Regions from separate parts of the Pan troglodytes genome. Here region 1 is linked to region 2. Evidence: chromatin contacts called from public HiChIP or PLAC-seq data. All regions are on one chromosome and are shown on one strand. Each heading gives the region's core, a stretch centred on a gene start, on an enhancer-like site or on the middle of the called end of the contact. The rest is flanking DNA. Distances are from core to core; before and after follow the strand shown. Region 1 holds the start of MAPKAPK3 (MAPK activated protein kinase 3). Region 2 holds the start of TMEM115 (transmembrane protein 115).

Region 1 (6,490 bases), core at 3,215-5,714, 260 kb after region 2:
AAGCAAGCAGAGACAGCCCCAGATGGCCCGGACTCTGGGTTGGTACCCACCACCCCCACCCCCCGCCAGAAAAAAAAAGCTGAGAGAGAGAGTCCTGCAACTCAAAACATAGGGAGATAATCTGGGAGTAGGGTGATAGAGGTTGGGGCAGGATGGCGGGGGCAGAGTAGTAACACTCGCTCTTATCTACAGGGAGTACTTGCTGCATTTGATCCTCTACAACTGGTGTTGCTCCCGTTATGCGGACAGAAGACAGCCCCAGGGAACAAATGCTAGGAAATGGCAGGGTAAGAGCTTGATCCCAGCTCTGAATCAGAAGCCCACGCTCCTACCAGGACCCTCTCCACCTTTTTTCAGTTCACTGGATTCACTATGGAGCATCTTGAAGGACTGTAGGGTCTGTGAATCTCCTCCAAACCCTTGGGCCAGAAGAACTGTGGGATTTGGAGAGGTTGCAGGGTCCACTCCCCACCCCCATCCCCCTCCCCACCCCCATCCCCCTCCCAGTGTGTGCCCCCAGGGTCCCCAGAAAGGAGTCTAGCTCTGAGATCCTGGGCAGGGATGACAGACCCCTGGCCTTGTTGAAGGGCCTGAACGATAGCATCCAGGGAAGACAAGGCTCAGTTTGCTCTGCCCAGAATGGCAGAGGGCAAAAGAAACCTGAAAGCAAAACCCTGTGAAACTGGGGAAAAAACGTTAAGTTTCAGATTTCAGGGCAGTCACTTCTCTGTAGCTTTCCTGAAGGGAAGCCGGGCTTCATGAGTGCAACTCTGCCAGCCCCCTCCTGAGTTGGCCAGAAGCCACTTTCTTGGAATGGGGGTAGGGGGGATGGATACCTTATAACCCACTTTGAGGGTTGGGATACCTGGATAGCCTGATATGCGGCCCCTGTGTGGACCACTGACTTGCCAGTAGGAACTGTCCACTGTCTCATTACTATGAAGACAAAAGGACTTTGCCGCTGCCAGGCAACAGAGTTACAATTTTGAACTTGGGTCTCTTATGGGGCCAAATCCCAAGCTGTCTACCAAAACTATACTTCTTCCCCCTCACCATGACTATTCAACTGAACACTTACTATGTGTCAAGCACTCTCAGCAATTTGCAGCCTCATGTCATTGTCACAACTACCACATATTATCTCCTCTTTACAGGTGAGAAAACTGAGGCATAGAGAGGTTACAATATAACTTAGATCTCCCAGCTGGCAAGTAATGGTTTAAGCCAGGAGCCTACACACTTCCTCCTACTTCCTCTATGGGTGCTGGTGATCTGCCGACTCCTAGACATCCAGCTTTAAGGTCCTCAGTGAAGCTTCTCTGCCCCCAGGCCTGTCCATGTCAGAGCACCATGGGTGTCCCTTTGAAAGTGTCTCCTACAGGTCTGTGATTATGCGGTCTATGTGTAAACCAAAGGGTTCCAAGAGTTTTGGCCTTCCAACTATTTTTGTGTGTGTGTGAATATGACAGCACTGTGCACCTCACCTGCATGCTGGGAACAGTGATGTGCCCCTGTTCTGCCCCAAGTACTAAGTTGGGTCCCTCTGGCCAACTTAGTACTTAATTCTCCTGCCCTGGCTGCTCCCTAGAAACCCTGGCTCTGATTGCTGGGCCCACACTGCCACCTAGCGGTGCCCCCTCTCATGCCCTCACTAGCCAAATTTCCATAGATTCTTCTCTTCTAGGATAATCCCTCTCCTGCACCCCAGGGATTGACCTTACTGCAAGATTCCCCTGCCACTCCCTACCCAGAACAATCACAAGATGAATCACAAGAATACACAGCAGTGCCTTCCCCAAAGTCTCGCTCATTTGGCCTCCATCCTCTCACCATGTGCAGCCTCCTCTCTCCAGTAAGGACAGAATGTGTGTGTGTGTGTGTGTGTGTGTAGGAATGTGTGTGTGTGTGTGTGTGTGTGTGTGTGTAGGATTTAGCCCCCCTCACTTTAAGCTATTCCAAAGTCTCTGTCCCCTTGGACACACAGCTACATGAAGGGCTGTGTGGCAGAGTCTGCCATCATGAACCCACTCCTGACCAGACCTAGCCATCCTGCATGCCAAATCCTCCCATCATTGTGGAGGGGATGCTGCAGGTGGTTGCTGGAACATGAGCACTAAGGGAAACCACATATTCTGACTTTCCTGGGCTAAGTGAGTAGTTTCAAGGCATCTCTCCGATGGACCCATGTGGGGAATGCGTGTGCCTGTGGAAGCATGGACACTGGTTATAGGGACTGGGAGGGGAGAAGCAGCACCTTTGCCTTATTTTTCATACTTCTGTATAATTTGAATTAATTACAATGAGGAAGTTTTACTTATGCAACTTAAAATTTTAATAAAAGAGACCAGCTTAAAAATACAATTATAAAATTTGTAGAGCAATTATAATCTAATTCCATTTTAAAGAAAGAAGACATCTTCACAGAACATTCAGTGAGATGCCTTTGGCTGGGGCAAGGAGCCAGCCTCCACCCTCAGCTGCCTAGCCTTCTGCTCACCAGAATGACATCTTGCTCAGCCTCAGGTTTACCAGGCTCAAACTAGTTGCCTTCAGAGAGCAGAGCCTTCTTTGGCTCCCCCCAGCAGTAGAAGATTCCAGATCATAGGGCTTTCAAAGAGGCTCTGAGATCTTGAATCAGATTCTCAGGTTGGGCTCAGGGACATCAATCCTGGGTCCAGCTGGGCATAAATGCATGTGTGTGTGCACATGTGCATGTGTATCTGTGTGCATGTGTGTTATATGCATGTGTGTTTATACGTGTTATATGCATGTGTGTGCACATGTGTAAAGGTGTGACTGCATGTGTACATGTGTGAGAGTATGTTTGCACCTGTGGCTGTGTGAGGAGCCAGAAAGGACTAGGAGAGGAGGCCATGGTTTGAGGATAAGAGCCCAGCCCTGAGGTTGTGCTTTGGAGTTGGAATGGGGGCTCTGTCATGACAGCTGCTGACCTCAGACAGGTCACTTAGCCTCTCTGGGCTTTTCTGTCCTGTGTGTCTGTAGTGTGGGGCAGAAGGGATAGTGTGACCTCCTCTAGGCTCTGTAAGGTCAGGGGGTTGCAGGGAGAGCACATTCCCAGCATCTGGTCTGCAAGAAGTGTTCACTATGGCCAGCTGAGGCTATTGTCTGGAGCCTCCTGCTTCACTGAACACTGCTAGCTTGAAGGTTGCCTGAAAGAAATAGGGGCAGAGCCCCAACCCCATCTCCACTCAACATCTGCACACAGTGGGTACCCACTAATAAGTTGTAGCACCCTTTCAGTCACTCATTCACTCATTCATTGACAGAAGATCATCTTTCCAAGAGCTACTTCTCTGATGAGCCTGCACATGCAGCCCAGGGGTCCGTGAGTGTGCGTGTGTTAACCAGAGGGGCTGAGGGGGAGGCGCTCACTGGGCCTAAATTCCGGAGCCAAGAGTAAGACGGCTGGAAGACGCCTCTGAGTGGAACCGAGGTCCTGGTACCTGCAGTCCTGTAGATGGCCTGTAGATGACAGCAGAGGCCCATGCAGAGCCCCTGCGCTGAGCCGCACCTTCCCAGTTCCAAGTGAGCCAGCTCGCTCAGGTCCCTCAGCTTCCGGATTGGGGGAGTGATGTGATGTGCGCAAGTAGTTCAGATCTGTCCCAGAAGACAGCCACAGCCACCCTCCCTATGGCTCTAGACAAGTTGTTTTCTCCCCAGGGGTCCCAGTTTCCTCATCTGTGAAATGAGAGTTGTTTAACAGCCGGTGTTGGAAAAACTGGCTCAAAATACGTAAGGTAGTCTAAGATGGGCTTAACAGAGACTTATATGTGCAAGGCAAAACTAGAAAGCTAATGGAGAATATCTGTCACTCGGATGGGAGGCAGAGACTTTTTAAACACGACGCCAAAAGCCCAAACCATAAGGTGAAAGGTTGGCGGATCTGATCAAATGGCAACTCGGGATTTCTGGTCCCCAGGACGCTGTATATACCAAAGGGAAGCAGCGAGTCAAGGGCATGAGCGGGAGCTGCAAAAAGGGGGCAGTCGCCAGTGCTGGAGACGCCCAGAGCCACCAGAGGCTAAAGAGTGGCGAATTCAACAACGACAAGATGCCACTTCCCTCGGCATGTTTAAAAAGTTGAGTACGCTGAGGGTTGGCCAACACTAGGCAAGTCGGAAGCCTAGCAAGCCATACTGGAGGGCCACCTGGCAGCGTGCAGAGCAAACACCCGACTCAAGGAGAGCTTTCAAGAGAAATAAGACGTCCTGCGCTGTCACGTTCTAGGTTGCGAGTAAAACCCGGGACCCGCACAGTAGCGGACTACCAGTACAGGGGCCTCCCTGGGTGTCCCTGGAAACCGAGGAAGTAACCGCCCCCTCGGGAAGCCACGCCTCCTATTTTGTTCCGGCTCGGGGGCGGGACCCAGCCGGGGCCCGCCTGGCCCTTTAAGGCTGACCTAGCGGGGCCCCAAGTTGGGATGACGCGCAGGGAGCGGGGGGTGGAGTGGGGGAGTGGGGGGGGGGGTGGGGTGGGGTGGGGGAGGTCACGTGGGCGCCGGCAGCGCGACTCTCGGCCCTGAGATTTCTGCGGCCGCCAGCTCCCGCGACCGCCTCTCCTGCCCCTCGCCGGTACCTCAGCAAGGTGCGTTGCCGCCAGGTACGCCCTCGCTGGGCCCCCTCTGCGGCCTCCTCCGGGGACCTCGCGGCCATTAGGCGCCCGGCCCCTTCCCTTCTTGACACGTGCCCGGGCGGTGCTCGCTTGTACCCGGCCGCGCGACCACCGCCCCTTGCTGCATGTCTGTACTCTCAGGCCGTTCGTCCCGCACTCCCAGCTTGCCCCGGGCTCGCAGCCCAGCCCAGTTCAGAGGCTCCAAGGCTGGGGTGTGTTGGAAAAGTCTGGGCGGGACTCACTCTTCCCCTTTCCCCCAGGTGCCACTAGAAGCGCCAGGCTGGGGCCGCCTCTGAGCGCCCCGCGGGGGCCATGGATGGTGAAACAGCAGAGGAGCAGGGGGGCCCTGTGCCCCCGCCAGTTGCACCCGGCGGACCCGGCTTGGGCGGTGCTCCGGGGGGGCGGCGGGAGCCCAAGAAGTACGCAGTGACCGACGACTACCAGTTGTCCAAGCAGGTGCTGGGCCTGGGTGTGAACGGCAAAGTGCTGGAGTGCTTCCATCGGCGCACTGGACAGAAGTGTGCCCTGAAGGTCAGTGAGCCCTCACTGAGGCCTGGGGTATCCTGGAGGGTCCACAGCGGAAGCCTGTGAGTGAAGCTATGTCTAGCGCCCCTGCTAAGCTTCCTATGCTCAGCAACATGTTTCATCGTCATACTGTCCTGTAAGGTCAGGCTTGTGGTCCTCCCTACTTTACAGATGGGGAAACTGAGGCGTAGCCTAGCTAAGCTTTGAGTGTCCCAGTGAGCAAGGGGTGGAGTCACTATGGCTAGAGATGCTGTATCCTGAAGCAGCGAAGGGGTGACTCCTGACTCTGGGATTCTGGCTGGACCCATGTGTTCAGGCCCAAAGGGGATCTCTTGTTCAGCTTGGCTGCCCCTTCCATGTGAAGCTCCTCTGACTGGAATGGATCTGTTTCCCTTTGCTGGAAGCTGAGACCCCACCAAGGCTTGGGTGGGACTGCTTCTTCCCTGTGGCCCCTGCCCATCTGGGCTGGAGTGGTGTGAGCCTCCCAGGGCTGGCCAGAGGACAAGGCTGATGCCCACTGCACCTGTGGAGCCTCAGGAGGCTGCTGATAGACTCCTGACGAGTCGCTGGTCCCGTGTTGAAAGGGACAGGCCCTGGGCCAACCCACCCCTGGTTCCTGGGCAGAGGGCGGGCCAGCCATCTAACCACCTCAGACTATAGGCTCCCTGAAGACCTGGCATGCTGATATAGGTGGCATGGTGGGGGTCAGGGGGATGCTGGGGGCGGGTACCTGGTTCCAGCTTAAGGCATACAGTTCTGGGCCTAGGGCCACACCCCATACCCAGAATCCTTTGAATCTGTCATCTCTGGGGTCTTTACTCATTTGTAGCTTGTGCCAATGGATGGGTAGAGCATGGCAGGGATAGTGGCTCCTGGAGGCTAGAAGTACAGCAAAGGCCCTTCTCATTTTACAAAAGATTTTTTTTTTTTTTGAGGCAGAGTCTCACTCTGTCGCCAGGCTGGAGTGCAGTGGCACAATCTCAGCTCACTGCAACCTCCACCTCCCAGGTTCAAGCGATTTTACTGCCTCAGCCTCCTGAGTAGCTGGGACTACCGGCGTGCTCCACCATGCCCAGCTAATTTTTTGTATTTTTAGTAGAGACAGGGTTTCACCATGTTGGCCAGGATGGTCTCGATCTCTTGACCTCGTGATCTGCCTGCCTTGGCCTCCCAAAGTGCTGGGATTACAGGCGTGAGCCACCGTGCCCGGCCTTTACACAAGTTTTAATTATGAGTCCAAGTGCAGAGTCCTCTAGATATGGCTAATAGCTATCCTGTGTTTGCCAGTTTCATGACCTTGGATGATATCCTAGACTCTGGAAGCCAGGTTTCT
Region 2 (6,100 bases), core at 1,751-4,250:
TCTAAAGCCTGCCAAGGCAGAGAGCTAGTGTTACGCTAGTCACTTCCTCACAAGGACCAGAGAGACAGATAGGAAACCCTGCCTCCCTCTCCTGGTAGCCCTTTGGAGTTGGGCGTGGCCATGCAGTCAGATGTCAAACTGGCTGGAGGAATAACCGCCACCCCCATGTAAGCTAACAACCATAAGGCTATGCCAAGAACCCGCCTCTTGACCCTCCCTTCCTCCCCACCAACCTGCTTCCCCCCTGTCCATTTTCTTGGGCCTGGGCAGAGGTTTTTGAATGTCCAGCCAACCCTAACATTCCAACACCTCTCAGTGGAGGAGGGGTCCCCACTGGCCTGGCCCCACCTGAATGGCTCTGAGGGACAGCTCAATTCCTACCAGGCCCAGCTCACCTGGCCCCATCTTTAATACCAGCTAAGGTTAAGAGAGACTTCTGTCCTTAGGGCTTATCACCTATAAAGACCCAAGCTCTAGGGCCCAGAATTATGCCCTGCAGCATGCTGTATATACTTTTCAACACCTACCATACCTTGGGCCATAGTGATCTGTGCCCCTTCCCCAGCTGGAACTCCTTCAAGAAAGGAGTGTGTCCCACACTCAATTCCACAGCCCAGTAGAGAGTAAATACAGGGATAACTGCAGCTAAATTCATAGAGCTTCCTGCCACAACCCCATTCACAGGTGAGCAAAAGCAGGAGCCTTGGCAATGCAAAAGACAAAGCCCGTCCCAGATTTTACTACTCGAGTAATTGCCTCAAAACAGTCAGGAATAATGTTGGAAATGGAGCTGTGGATCTTATGAAGGCTGGGACCACTCTGCTGGCTCCACAGATCTGGGAGAGAGAGTAAGCTGAATTTAAAAAGATCCCTCCTGCCCTGGCCAAAGTGCATTCAGTGAAGAATTCAGCTGGGACTCCTGATGCTATGGATAGCTTGGTTTACAGATAATGAAAGGGTCATCGCCACTCCCTGGTGTCAGCAGGCTCCCTCAGTGGGTCATGTAGCCTGTCCCTGGTTTTGGTGACACATGCTTGCTGGAGACGGAGGTAAATGTGGTAATACCCCAAGCTTCCCTCTCAATAAGTAAGTGGCAGAGAAGCACAGCATCTGAGTTAAAGCCCAGGAAGAGGACACAGCATTTGGAAACTGGAGTGGCCCAGATCACCTTTTGAGGACCCCAGGCCTCCTTCCCTGTCCCTTCCTCACAGGGGAAAGTACCAGCAGGTTGCTTCTGGCTCCCACAGGCCCAATGTCTAGGATTCTGAGATTCTGAGGCAAGGCCAGGGTTCTGTGTCCCTCCACTGGGACTTCACAGCACCAAAGGAAACTGCATTTCTTGAGACTTATTAAGTGGCCCGAGTGGTGAGAAAAGTGCCTCGTGGACCCCAGACACCTAACTGCTGAGTTCCTTAAGGCCAAAGACTGATTTTATCTTTCCGGATGTGCCCCAATACCTGACTGTAGGTCTCCACCTATGTACAGCGAACACCTCAACAGATGGCATGTGACTCGACCAGTATGCTCCTAGCTTGACAAGATTTTGGAAAATTTCACAGTACCTTCTCCGCTCGGCGTCTTGAGGGTCTGTGCCTGGCAGGCTGATGGTGATGGAGGATGGGGCACCTACATCGTAGCGCTTCACCGTCTTCTGGCATATCTTTACCTTCACCAGGAGGCCGTGCACCAAGTTCGCCAGCAAACCCACCATAGGCTGCAGGATCTCAGGGAAGAAAGTGGCGAAAGCAAAGTGGTCAGCCATGTCCCCTCGGCCCCGGCTATGGCGCTGGTAGAAGCGAAGATATACCCAACTGGAGAGCAGCCCGAAGCCATAGGAAGCCAGCGCCGGGCTCTGGAGCAGCGTGGCGAGCCGCAGCAGGAGCAGCAGCGCCAGCAGCAGCATGGGCATCACACTGACGCGCACCTGGGGCACTCGCAGGACCACACAGTCCCCCATGGTTTGCTTGAGTGCCACCAGGACACCACCTAGGAAGCCCAAGGCGCCGTGGATACGGACAGTGAACAGGTAGACCAGGTTGAAGGAAGCCATGTAGGTGAGGAGGTAGGCGAAGGCCCCCAGCAGCCCTACAGACACATTCACCACTGAGAAGAAGATGAGCAGCTCCAAGGCCCCCCAGAGGGGCTCCAGCAAACGCCCGGCCACCACCACCGTTGTCAGGCTGATGGCCACGTCCCACACATGCTGCTCCATCAGCCCATGGGTGGCCAGGGTCCAGATCCAGAAATTGGGAGGAAAGAGGTAGCCCGGGGTGACCGCCAGGCAGCCTGTGTCCACGGCGAAGGAGAGCAGGTAGAGGAACAGTACCGCCGCACACAGAGCCTTCACCACCACGCTGGCGCTGGCCAGAATGGCCCCCAAGTGCTGGCGGGCGCCTGGCAGGGCACGTTGCATCTTCCTGGCGGCTGTCGGCCTGAGAAAAGGGTCTGGTAGGCCAGGGGCCTCCCCGGGGCCTCGTCCTAGTCCGGCCCCGATGGGAGGCCCAGGCCCGGCCTAGTCACTGGCCTATGGCCCTGGTAAAGGATCCGCTTCCGATCGGGTGGGGCTCTGGTCCCGAGGGGCCGAGTCGGGCCTTGTTGCCGGGCCGCAGCGTAGGCCCCTCGCCCGGGACCTGAGGGAAGGCCCTGGACGGCTGCGGCACGCCCGCCTACCCACCCTGTAGGCCCCGTGCCAGGCTAGCCTGGTTGGCGTTGATCTCAGGGCTGGGCCTCCTCCATCCACTGCGAGGCCCTTCGGTTCGCAAGGGGACTGGTGCCTCGTTCTGTACCCGAGTCAAGCCTGGTCAGCTCCCGCTCGGCCTGGCTCCTGGCTTCGACCGTACCTCTTTTCTCGGGGGGCCGACAAACAGGGGTGCTGCGCCTGCGCGTCCCCGGCGGCCGCGGGCTGTCCTCTAAGCGCCTGTCTTCCGGCTCCTCTGCATGCTGGGATACGGAGTCCTTGGTTGCAGCCGGGGAAGAGTTGAACAGCGTTCTGGCTAGAACTACAAGTCCCAGGAGGCCATGCGCACGGACCGGTCCCGTTGTGGTGAGCGCGGGGTGTGCTGGGAGTTGTAGTTCTCAGGGACCGTTTCCGTCGGTTCTCAGGAGGTGGGAAGGGATGAATTAGCATCTCTAACCCCTGAAAGCGGCGGTGGGGGTTCGGGAAGCAACACAGCTCTAGCCCCCACACTTGCTGAATTCCCTAGGAAGAGTAGCTCTATTTGTGCATGTACCTCTGAGCGAGTGTGTCCTTGTTGGCTGGCGTGTGGGTAGGTGTCACTGTGTGAGAAACAGAACCTCCGTGGTCTGGTGAATGGGACCTGACCCAGGCTGGAACCCTTGCTCTGCCTCGGAGGCTGTGTGGCATTGGTTGGTTAAGTTCCTGAACCTTTTTGAAACTCAGTTTCATGGGCCATAAAATGTAGATGATGACATGATCTTCCTGTCCTAATAATCAAAGGGGAAAGGCGTGTAAAATGCCAGTCCACCCTGGGTGCTCAGCGAGTGCTGCACATGTTGCCTTTTTTTGTTTGTTTTCTCCCACTTGGAAAAGTTTTTTGTTTGTTATTTCACGTTGCCCTTTTTCCAAGTGAGGTGGACCTGGAGCACGAACCTAGGGCTCCCTCCCGCATAGGGACGAGGCTGGGCAGCCCTCAGTGACCCTCCTCCCCACCAGGGACTTCTGATAACTGCGGAGGATGAGAGGTCTCTCTACAAGCCAGGTCTCTCCACAAGCCTGGGCTAGGCCTGTTCTGGTCCCACTTCATGCCACAGTGGCTTCTGACAGGTTGTGTTCTGTGTCTTTTTTTTTTTTTTTGTATATGGAGTTACTTTTAAAAAACTGTACATATAGGCTGGGCACGGTGGCTCACGCCTGTAATCCCAGCACTCTGGGAGGCCGAGGCGGGCAGATCACCTGAGGTCGGGAGTTTGAGACCAGCCTGACCAACATGGATAAACCTCATCTCTACTAAAAATACAAAATTAGCCAGGCGTGGTGGCACATGCCTGTAATCCCATCTACTCGGGAGGCTGAGGCAGGAGAATCGCTTGAACCCGGGAGGCGGAGGTTGCGGTGAGCCAAGATCATGCCATTGCACTACAGCCTGGGCAATAAGAGCGAAACTTTGTCTCAAAACAAAACAAAACAAAAAGCTGTCCATATAATTAAAATAATTCTATGACAAAGTACTTTTATAAAACACAGGATCCCTTCCTTTCAGCCACTGATTTCAGTGTGTGCTGATGTGTGCATGGCCTACAGGTTAAAAAGGGTGCTGATGCTTTTTTTCTGGGGTCTGGGTTCCCACTGGTTGCCACATCTGGGTAAGGTTGCCAGTTTCAGCAAATCAAAATAAGGATGCTCAGTCAAATTTGAATTCCAGATAAACAATGAGTAATCTTCGAGTATAATCATGTCCCCCTGCCCCCCCTTTTTTTTTTTTTTTGAGACAGCGTCTAGCTTTGTCCAAGGCTGGAGTGCAGTGGCACAATCATAGCTCACTGCCACCTCTAACTCCTGGGCTGAAGGGATCCTCCAGCCTCAGCCTCCTGATTAGCTGCGACTACAGGCACACACTACTGTGCCCAGCTAATTTTTAAAAATTTTTTATTTTGTAGAGACATGGGCAGGGGCGGGGTGGCCATCCTACCCAGGCTGATCTCGAACTCGTGAGCTCAAGCGATCCTCCTGCATCAGCTTCCCAAAGCGTTGGGATTACAGGCATTAGCCACTGTGCCCAGCCCCCAGTTTTTCAGTATAGGTATGTCCCACACAATAGTTGAAACACTTCCATACTAAAAACTCGTTCATGATCTGAAATTCAAAATAGGGTGTTCTGCATTTTATCTTACAACCCTATCCAAGATTGCACGGTCTCTTGCAGGCCATGGGAGCTATCTTGGGGGTTGTGGATTAGGCATTGCTCTGCAGCCGAACCCTGCAGAGGAGACAGAAAAAGTCTCCATCTTGGCTGAGGCCTCGAAGCCCCTTCATCTATTTAGCATCCAAGCTCCCCAACCCTTGGTGGCCACCTCTTCTCTAAAATCTTTGCTGGTTTTTAGCCTTCTCACCTGGGGGGAAAGGCTTTCTCCTCTTAGTTTGCTCATCTGTGGTATGGGGATACACTAGTACCCACCCCAGAGACTGTGGCGAGGACTCAGCCAGGTCAGTGCGGAGTGAGCAGAGTGTTGGGAGGAGAGAGAGGACTGTGGTGGGAAGGCAGGGACACCTGTGCTCTGGTGGTTACAGGTTATAATTCTCTCCACATGAGAAGATCACAAAGGTCACACCTTCTAGGGTGAAAATGAACTAGGGCCTAAGCTTGAGAGGATTCACAAAAATGAAGTTTGGCCTATGGCTCCAGTTTAAGCAGCTGCGGCCTCAAGCTCCTGTGGGCCAGGAGGGAGCCGTTGCTGCACTTGTGGTCAGGGCTTCCTGGGCCATAGGGACACTGGCCAGGTGCTCACTCATAGCTCCCGGCAGAGGCCCTGTCAGGCCCTGGTGGTCTGACCAGACTGCCAGATCCACCTCCCCACTAAACCAGCATCTCTGATCTGTCTTCTTCCCTCCAGGGTCCTGGCTTTCAGGCTCTGGGAGGGTGTTTGTTTTGCTTGTATTTTTTTTTTTTTCTGAGACAAGAGTCTCGCTCTGTCATCCAGGCTGGGGTGCGGTGGCACAATCTTGGCTCACTGCAACCTCCGTCTCCTGGGGTCAAGCAATTATCCTGCCTCAGCCTCCTAAGTAGCTGGGATTACAGGCGCATGCCACCATGCCTGGCTAATTTTTTTGTATTTTTAGTAGAGACGGGGTTTCACCATGTTGGCCAGGCTGGTCTCAAACTCCTGACCTCAAGTGATCTGCCCACCTCGGCCTCCCAAAGTGCTAGATTACAGGCATGAGCCACTGCACCCAGCCTGTCTTGCTTGTTTTTAAAAGACAGCTTTTTGAGATGATATGAGACAATGTATGTCAAGGGCCTGGCACCTATTAACTGGTGGAAGCAAGTGTCATGCCCTGTGGTTGACAGGGACCTGGGCTACCATGGTCTTCACCCCCTGCAGAGCACTAAGTGGGACTCTGAGGTCTTGGCCAACTGTCTTC

Evidence for each region. HiChIP or PLAC-seq counts read pairs in DNA pulled down with a chosen protein or histone mark.
Region 1: a contact with region 2 is called in an H3K4me3 HiChIP or PLAC-seq map of stem cell-derived excitatory neurons, with 7 times the contacts expected there. The contact joins the promoter of MAPKAPK3 here to the promoter of TMEM115 in region 2. A contact is called at or near these places in 1 of 7 Hi-C or Micro-C datasets (stem cell-derived neural progenitor cells) and 1 of 1 datasets of contacts at active chromatin or transcription factors (stem cell-derived excitatory neurons).

The regions. Positions count from the first base shown.
Region 1 is chr2:54,641,437-54,647,926 of NHGRI_mPanTro3-v2.0_pri, forward strand. It overlaps MAPKAPK3 (MAPK activated protein kinase 3), which reads left to right and starts at 4,465. Exons shown (of 11, transcript XM_016941174.4): 1 at 4,465-4,620; 2 at 4,893-5,163. The coding sequence starts at 4,945. LOC104005567 (a long non-coding RNA gene) reads left to right here. Exons shown (of 3, transcript XR_678953.3): 2 at 193-287; 3 at 1,155-1,425.
Region 2 is chr2:54,385,995-54,392,094 of NHGRI_mPanTro3-v2.0_pri, forward strand. It overlaps TMEM115 (transmembrane protein 115), which reads right to left and starts at 3,001. Exons shown (of 2, transcript XM_516482.8): 1 at 1,563-3,001. The coding sequence starts at 2,413.